Regions from separate parts of the Ovis aries genome. Here region 1 is linked to region 2. The links are chromatin contacts, called in public Hi-C maps. All regions are on one chromosome and are shown on one strand. The core of a region is the stretch at or near the end of the contact, and the rest is flanking DNA. Distances in the headings are between cores, read along the strand shown. Region 1 has its middle 110 kb from the start of SEPTIN7. Region 2 overlaps EEPD1 (endonuclease/exonuclease/phosphatase family domain containing 1).

Region 1 (4,505 bases), core at 1,109-3,608, 240 kb after region 2:
CAATGAGGTGAAGTAACATTTCAAAGGTCCCATCATCAATAAATGATAGAAATAAACCTCAATTCCAGGTCTGTCTGCGTGACTCACAAAGTGTTTCCACACTTGTGACATTATTTGATCCTCCCATAATCTGTGAGGGTGGCTGGGCAGGTACAGTCATGCCCATTTTACAGATGAGGAAACTGCCAGCAAATGGTCATGGGGGTTTGGGTCTATGAATTCAGGTTTCCTAAATAAACTGTGGAAAATTCTGAAAGAGATGGGAATACCAGACCACCTGACCTGCCTCTTGAGAAACCTATATGCTGGTCAGGAAGCAACAGGTAGAACTGGACATGGAACAGCAGACTGGTTCCAAATAGGAAAAGGAGTACGTCAAGGCTGTATATTGTCACCCTGCTTATTTAACTTCTATGCAGAGTACATCATGAGAAACACTGGGCTGGAAGAAGCACAAGCTGGAATCAAGATTGCCGGGAGAAATAGCAATAACCTCAGATATGCAGATGACACCACCCTTATGGCAGAAAGGGAAGAGGAACTAAAAAGCTTCTTGATGAAAGTGAAAGAGGAAAGTGAAAAAGTTGACTTAAAGCTCAACATTCAGAAAACGAAGATCATGGCATCTGGTCTCATCACTTCATGGGAAATAGATGGGAAACAGAGGAAACAGTGTCAAACTTTATTTTGGGGGGCTCCAAAATCACTGCAGATGGTGATTGCAGCCATAAAATTAAAAGACACTTACTCCTTGGAAGGAAAGTTATGACCAACCTAGACAGCATATTGAAAAGCAGAGACATTCCTTTGCCAAAAAAGGTCTGTCTAGTCAAGGCTATGGTTTTTCCAGTAGTCATGTATGGATGTGAGAGTTGGACTGTGAAGAAAGCTGAGTGCTGTAGAATTGACGCTTTTGAAGTGTGGTGTTGGAGAAGACTCTTGAGAGTCTCTTAGACTGCAAGAAGACCCAACCAGTCCATTCTAAAGGAGATCAGTCCTGGGTGTTCATTGGAGGGACTGATGTTGAAGCTGAAACTCCAATGCTTTGGCCACGTCATGCGAAGATTTGACTCATTGGAAAAGACCCTGATGCTGGGAGGGATTGGGGGCAGGAGGAGAAGGGGATGACAAAGGATGAGATGGCTGGATGGCATCACCAACTCGATGGACGTGAGTTTGGGTGAACTCCAGGAGTTGGTGATGGACAGGGAGGCCTGACGTGCAGCAATTCATGGGGTCACAAAGAGTCAGACACAACTGAGCGACTGAACTGACTGACTGACTGAAACTCTCTTAGGTGAAGAAAACATTGATTATGCTGATGGACTAGTCATGCTGCCTTATTCTGAATTCAGTTCAATCTAGGATTTAGATTTTCATTTATTCTCTGAAGTACAATTCTGAAATCATCAATCCTCAGGAGAGGCACCAATGGAAAAGTCACCCTCTGGATGGAGTATCAGATATGCGTGCTTGATGTGAATACAAACAGTCTTTTGAAAAAGCACTGCCAACAGACCAGCATTAAGGAAGAGATGTGAAGTTAAATTTAAGGAGAAATGAACAATTATGCTAGAAGATGGGACAAACTGAGAAAGCAGCACTGAAACATATACATTACCATATGTAAACGTCTGTGTGTGTTAATCACTCAGTTGAATCCAACTCTTTGTGAACCCATGGACTGTAGCCCACTAGGCTCCTCTGTCCATGGAATACTCCAGGCAAGAATACTGGAGTGGTAGCCATTCTCTTCTCCAGGGTATCTTCCCAACCCACCATACGTAAAGTAGATAGCTAATGGGAAGTTGCTGTATACCACAAGGAGCTCAACCTGGTGCTCTGCGACAACCTAGAGAGGTGGGATGGGGTGGGAGGTGGGAGGGAGGTTCAAGAGGGAAGGAACATATGTATACCTATGGCTGATTCAGTTGATGTATGGCAGAAAGCAACACAACATCGTAAAGCAATTATCCTCCAATTCAAAATAAATCTTTGAAAAATAAACAAATAATATAAATAAGTAAAACCCACTCAAGTCCTAAGAATGGGGAACGGAAATTTACCTATAGTAAAGGTGTGCCTTTTGACCCCTAGTATTTGGAACTAAAACCACACTTGTGAGGAGCCCTGCGTTCCAGAGCAGATATGCTAATAAGCCAGGGGACTGGGATTATTTTGGGGTCTCAATAGTTTGTCCCCTACCCTGCCACTCGGGATCATCATACAAAATATTTGACCTATTTCTTCCTTACAAAACACTTCTTGGCCATGAATTTGTTGGCTGAACCCAGCGGTTCTCCTCTTCCCTACATCTCTGTACAAACATGTTTGGTTGTTTATCTGATCAGGGCGACTTAGAGTCAATGTCCCAGAGGATGCAATGGGTGGCCCAGGAGTGGGATGAACATTTAGGAAGCCCTCAACGCATGACTTCCATCTGATTTCACTTGCCCTCAGGACTGCAGTCTGAGTACATTCTAAGTGGCCCTGGGCTCAGCCAGGCCCCCATGACCTGTTTAAGGCTTGGCAGAGAGGAAGACTGATTCAAGAGTATGGACCCAACTTGAGGAGCCGCATTGAAAAGATCACCAGAAATAGTTTCTTTACATACACGCTAATTTCTGCAATCCTTTCCTTAGGACAGGACAGGAGCTGAGCCCAGCACATGTGTGCTTAGTCATGTCCCACTCTTGGCAACTCCATTGACTGTAGCCCACCAGACACCTCTGTCCATGGAATTTTCCAGGCAAGAATACTGGAAGTGGGTTGCCATTTCCTACTCTAGAGGATGTGGCATTTTTCTTGGGGATAGCATTTATGAAAGAGTGTATGAGTTGCCGGGGCCACTTGGATTTCTTTGGCTTTTTCATCTATCCAAATGTCTAGTTTTCCCGATTCTCTTTACCACAAGCGAGGGTCCTGAGACTGCACCTGGGCATTAGGGCCACAGCAAGAGGAGGCAGGAAGGTACAGTCCTCAGGCACACCCTGCTGGGGAAACACCTGTGGTCCCCAGAGCAGGACACTACTGGGACTCCAGATCATTCAGTGGTTTGCAGGGCTGAAGCTCTTCTTCTGTGCCTGCTATCTGCAACAGTGAAGTTTATGACCCTGGGGTGATCTCTTCTGGCTCAAGAGGTCTGAAAAGCAAGTCAATTAGCTATGCGATGGAAAACAGCATTTTTTTTTTTTTTTCTGCCAAAGAGAGCTATTTCCAGTAGATTTCTATCTGGCCTATTCCCGCTTCTGCTCCTCTCTAATCAGATGACATTTTGCCACAGAGGTGTTGTTGTTGTGGTTTGCTGCTGCTGCTGCTAAGTCGCTCAGTCGTATCCGACTCTCAGCGACGCCATGGACTGCAGCCTATCAGGCTCCTCCATCCATGGGATTCTCCAGGCAAGAGTACTGGAGTAGGGTTCCACTGCCTTCTCAGTCTGTTGTGGTTTAGTCACCTATTATTTGAATGGATGTGGCATTAATAATTTCCCATGTCAATAAGAATGGTTCAAAAGTAGCATTTGTATCCAAGCAAAATATTACAATGTCTGGGACTTCCCTGGAGGCCCAGTGGTGAAGATCCTTCACATGCGTAATACAGGGGGCCCAGGTTCCTTCCCTGGCCAAGGAACTAGATCCCACGTGCCACAACTAAGACCTGGAGCAGGCAAAGGAATAAATAAATATTTTTTAAAAAATTATATTGTTTGATTGTATCATGTTTGAAGTTTAATCATTTATTCCAGGAAGAGGCTGGGACCTCTGTGGGGGCACAGGCACTCGGTTCCTAACAGACCTCCCTGGATGAAGCTGTGTATCATTAGCATTGGTCTATGTCACCAGCGCTATAGACAAATCCCATCTCCCCAACTAAGACAATCCAGAGACAACTCCCATCACTTCAGGGTCAGCAGACAGGTGTTGCCTGGCTCTCAGTTTGGGTTCTTCTATAAAATACAAAAAGCCTGATAGGCTTTGGTCTACAGAAGGAGAGTTTTCCCAGTGGGGTATGTTAAGAGTCTATGCTTTAAGTAGACCAGTTCACTTTTAATGTCAATCCTGAAAGAAATTAAATGGGAAGTTCCTGTTAGACATAGTGTTTATGGAAACCCAAGAAACTGATGGGTGAGCCCCCATGAATTCACCCAGGTGTCAGGGTCTGAGTGAGTCAACGCCGGACACTTAACATGAACAGAAGGGCAGACACAGATCTGGAAAACTCCCTGTGTGCCGAGCAAATGCCCTGAAGCCTCATGGCATTGTCTGTAGGTTGATGGCATCTGTGGCAGGACCCCCAGGGTTCAAGCCCATCGTTTTTGCCTGTCTCTCACCCTGTCGGATGGCCCCTGCAGAGCTGTCCCAGTCACCCTCCCAGCCTCACGATCCAGGCATCGCTGCCAGTGCAGGTAGCCCTATGTTCATGTGTTTTCTTTACCTGTGGATTCCCTCTGTCCCTACATGCACCTCCCTTATCACTGTGAGACAGACCCTTGAATGAATGACACA
Region 2 (4,237 bases), core at 658-3,157:
AGGCCACAGCACACTGCCTGAATATGACAGGGCTTGAGAAGTGTTTGCTGAAGGGCTAAGTATCCTTAAAATTAGGCTAAGCTGGGGCTTTCCTGCTGGCCAGTGGATAAGAATCCACCTGCCAATGTAAGGGACATGGGTTTGAATTCTGGTCTAGAGAGATTCCACAAGTCGTAGGGCAACTGAGCCCGTGTACTACAACTGCTGAGCCCACGCTCTAGAGCCCGTGAGCCACACTCCTGAAGCCCACGTGCCCTGGAACCCGTGCCCTACAAGAGGAAGCACTGCAGGGAGAAGCCCACGCGCCACAACTAGAGGGTGGCCCCTACTCAGCGCAGCAGAGCAAGTTCGCAGCAGCGACCCAGCGCTACCAGTCGATAGCCAGGTCTGCCCGGCACGCATCTGCTTTGTCCCTGATGTAGGTCAGTGAATGCCTTTTACTTAGTTTTCAGAACCCCTTCACTCTTAAAAGTGGCTCTGTGTGAAAGATAATTATACAGCCGCCTCAACAGTAACCTCATAAATGCCTGCAGAGGAGGGAAGGTCACTCCTGACTCTCGCTCAAACCAGACAATCGTGAACTGCCAGCTCAGACAGGTGACTCTCCCTGTTTCTGAACAGCACGTGTGCTTTACCTGTGAAAACCTTCTTTAAGCTTTTACTGATCCAGATGTTGTCCAGAGTCTTCGAGCCTTGAGGATTCTTGGTGCTGATGTTGGTAAAGGTGTGTGCGGGGATCAGGTGGTGGAATTTTTCTTTCCTCAAGATATCATAGTCACTGCTGTCTGGCCCCTGGCCAAAATCCCCTAAAACTATCACGTCTTTTTCTCCTAGAAGTGGAAGAGAGAAATTCAGAAATGTAAGAGGTGGTGGGAAGTTAACCCAGCACTGACCACCACTCATTTAAGTAGGATCGTGAGTGTCTGATCTGACTCTCCAGGATTAGGACTGTGGCATGGTTCTTATTCTCCCAATTCTTCCAAGTTCCTTGTGCAACACCCCCTCACCGCCCCCCGACCCCACACCCAAGCTCCCAGAGTAGGTTAGTGACACATTAGGTTGGTGTGATGTCAACATCACCTCTGTTCTGGATCATGGGTTCCGAATCTCGTAGCACAGAAAGGCCCTAAGGGTCTTGCCCAGATCGTTAACAAAAGCTCAACAAACATTTATTGAGCACAGAAGGAAGCCCGAGTGGAGACACAGGAAGAAGACAGTCATCTGTAAGCCGAGGAGAGGCCTCAGAAGGAACCGACCCTGCCAACACCTTGATCATGGACTTCCTAGCCTTCAGGACTGTAAGAAAATAAATGCCTGTTGTTTAAGCCATCCAGTCTGTGGTGTTTTGTTATGGAACCCCAGCACACTAATATAGGGCAAAATACTTTAAAGTATTTTCAACAGCTCTCTCAAACTCTAGTTTGATTTACAAGAGTAAGTGGGATAGTTATGAAGTATTTTCCCAAGTGAGGAGACATTCAGAAAAGGACAGTGAGACCCAACTTGGCTCCCTGGGATTCCCGTCCACTGCCTGACCATCACTTCCTGTCTCGAAGCTCCCCTCAGGAGAGCCACGTTATCACAGGGAGAAACATTGCAAGGAAAGCTTTAAAGAAAGCAGTTCATAACCAAGGGCCAAATGCATCTGAGACACTCAACAAATCTTCGTGGACTTGAATACACATCAATAACAAGGGCTGCTGCTGCTGCTAAGTCACTTCAGTTGTGTCCAACTCTGTGTGACCCCATAGACGGCAGCCCACCAGGCTCCCATGTCCCTGGGATTCTCCAGGCAAGAACACTGGAGTGGGTTGCCATTTCCTTCTCCAATGCATGAAAGTGAAAAGTGAAAGGGAAGTCGCTCAGTCGTGAGATTAAGAAATCCAAAGTGAAATGACACAAGCCACCAGCAGAGGGCACTCACGTTCTGCACATGACACCCTCTCCCAGGGGGCCTGAGGGGAGGGAAGGGGATGGAAGGAAGCCCTTCCTGCAGCCACTGTATGACCGACAGAGAGGCATCTGACCCTCATGCTAGAGCCTAACAACCCTGGCACCCAAAGCAGGGCGAGCCCAACTAAGCTGGTCTTGAGAAATCACGGCGAACTTTCAACAGGAAAGTCAACTTATGAATAATACTAATAACAACTCCTACGAGGCCAGTGTCAATGACCCTCCACTGAGTCGTCACCGTGTGCTGGGGACCTCTTGCAGGTAAGAAGCTGAGGCTCTAACCAAAGCCACCAAGCCCTCAAATCCAGGACAAAGAGCTAGGATGGAAAAGCCCCACACGCTTGGAACAGAGCCTGCTGCCTGGCAGACGTAAGAGAAACACGCACGGAAGAAATGGTAAACGAAGCGTGAGGAAAACTGCACAATTAAGGTGCAACGTAGCTTTTAAAAGGAATGAATAGAAAGATGTACCTTTATTAAATTTCAAGGAAAACTTAGGAAAGACTGAGACAAAAGATTTCAATATTATGAGAGGTTTTCATTAGGATACAAACATGAAATATTTGAGCCAAAAGAAGACAGTTCTGGGGTTTTTCCTGGTGGCTCAGTGGTAAAGAATCCACTGGCCAGTGCAAGAGACATGGGTTCAATCCCTGGTCTGGGACGATCCCACATGCCACGGGGCAACTAAGCCCGCGTACCACAACTGTTAAGGCTATGCTCTAGAGCCCCAAAGCCACAGCTGATGAAGACTGCACACCCTACAGCCTGTGCTCCACAACAAGAAAAGCCACTGCAACGAGAAGCCTTTGTGCTGCAACTAGAGAAAGCCCGTGTGCCACAGTGAAGACTCGGCACTGACAAAAAATATATATATATTTTTTTCTTTTAAGAAAAGATATATATATATATATATATATTTTTTTTTCTTTTAAGAAAAGAAAATTCTGAACCCAGGAGAGATGCTGGTGTCAGGCATCAATAAACCAAGCTCTGTGTAACTTCGGGAATGAAAATAATGGCTCATTTTGAATTGGACTGTCCAGGTTTCTTACAATTCATCTACTTCGGTTAAAGCAGTTTGGTGATGACATGGAGACACTCCCTGCCTCTGACAACCCACAGATGTGCAGGGCCCTAAATTCTCCTAGGAAGCTGTCCGCCAGGGTGGGCTCCACAGGTACCCACTGAGTTTCTAGGAGTTAGGGCTTCCCAGGTCTCCCTAGTGGTAAATAACATGCTTGCCAATGCAGGAGACCCAGAAGATGCAGGTTCGACCCCTGGGTCAGGAAGATTCCCCCTGGAGGAGGGCATGGCAATCCACTCCAGTATTCGTGCCTGGAGAATCCCACGGCCAGAGGAGCCGCCTGGCAGGCTAGTCTCTGGGGCCACAAAGAATCAGACACTACTGAGTGCACACATTTTCCAGGAGTGAAGGGATAATATTTGGGGCTGACTTTCTCAGAGTCCTAGATTTATAAAATGCCAGCGACAATAGCAGGAGCCCGGCCCCACTAGGGGTAAGTCTTACTCAGATGCCAAGCATGACCCTGCCTTGTTTGACTCTTGCTGAAATTCCATCAGTGGATGGGCACCCCACCCTGAGCCCTCACTGACGTCAGTCAACCTGGGCGCACGTTCCAGACAAAGGTGGAAAGGTCCAGAGTTTGCTAATCAAGCCGACTCTGTTTGCTCTGATAGAAAGAAGCCTGTGGAATAAAGTTCAGTCTTTGTTTGAGCCAAGCTGCCTCTGCTCATCGATTTACCCGAGCTGCCGCTTGGGCAGGTTGCAGCACTTCCTGATTCCACGGCTCTGCTGTGTCACCAGTTAACAATAGGCTGGACGTTAGTTAAATGCAGGGGGACACGGGGACATGAGTCACTGTCCTTACCTGGGCACGTCAAAGCTGAGTCAGACTGTGGCTCAATCGTCCCTGGCAGCTTGAAACAATACGCTGCCCAGGTCTTCTGACAAACACCTGATCCCTACCAGAATTATCCGAAAAGATAGCAGGGCCTATGGTTATCAGAGAAGTAAGGGACTGGCACATTCCCTTCCTCCTTCCATATAAAGCAAAAGTTTGAAATCAAGAACAACAGAAATGTCCAGAGTTTTAAAAGCTGTCAAGTCATCCTTCATAATGGGTTAGAGTCTAGCCGTGGGTGAACAATCTCCCACATGGTTGCTCCTTGGATGAAGTACCTTGACTTAAACAGCTTTCTGACTTTTTTTTTTAGCCCAAAGACTCACAATTTAAGGAGAACGCTATTCGCAGCACATCCT

What was found. A called contact is a pair of places that touch in the nucleus more often than the background predicts.
Region 1: a contact with region 2 is called in a Hi-C map of tail adipose tissue, with 10 times the contacts expected there. The contact joins two enhancer-like sites. A contact is called at or near these places in 13 of 16 Hi-C or Micro-C datasets (blood, hypothalamus, liver and 6 more).

The regions. Positions count from the first base shown.
Region 1 is chr4:62,793,048-62,797,552 of ARS-UI_Ramb_v3.0, forward strand. No RefSeq gene overlaps it. Among named protein-coding and RNA genes, the nearest start is that of SEPTIN7, 110 kb to the right of the region's middle. Within about 2 kb of position 2,359, at least 2 of the 54 cell types and tissues checked have an H3K27ac peak or open chromatin away from gene starts, as enhancers often do. A contact at or near this core is called in tail adipose tissue, where this site is marked.
Region 2 is chr4:62,554,269-62,558,505 of ARS-UI_Ramb_v3.0, forward strand. EEPD1 (endonuclease/exonuclease/phosphatase family domain containing 1) reads right to left here. Exons shown (of 8, transcript XM_060415022.1): 7 at 636-830. Among named protein-coding and RNA genes, the nearest start is that of EEPD1, 120 kb to the right of the region's middle. Within about 2 kb of position 1,908, at least 10 of the 54 cell types and tissues checked have an H3K27ac peak or open chromatin away from gene starts, as enhancers often do. A contact at or near this core is called in tail adipose tissue, where this site is marked.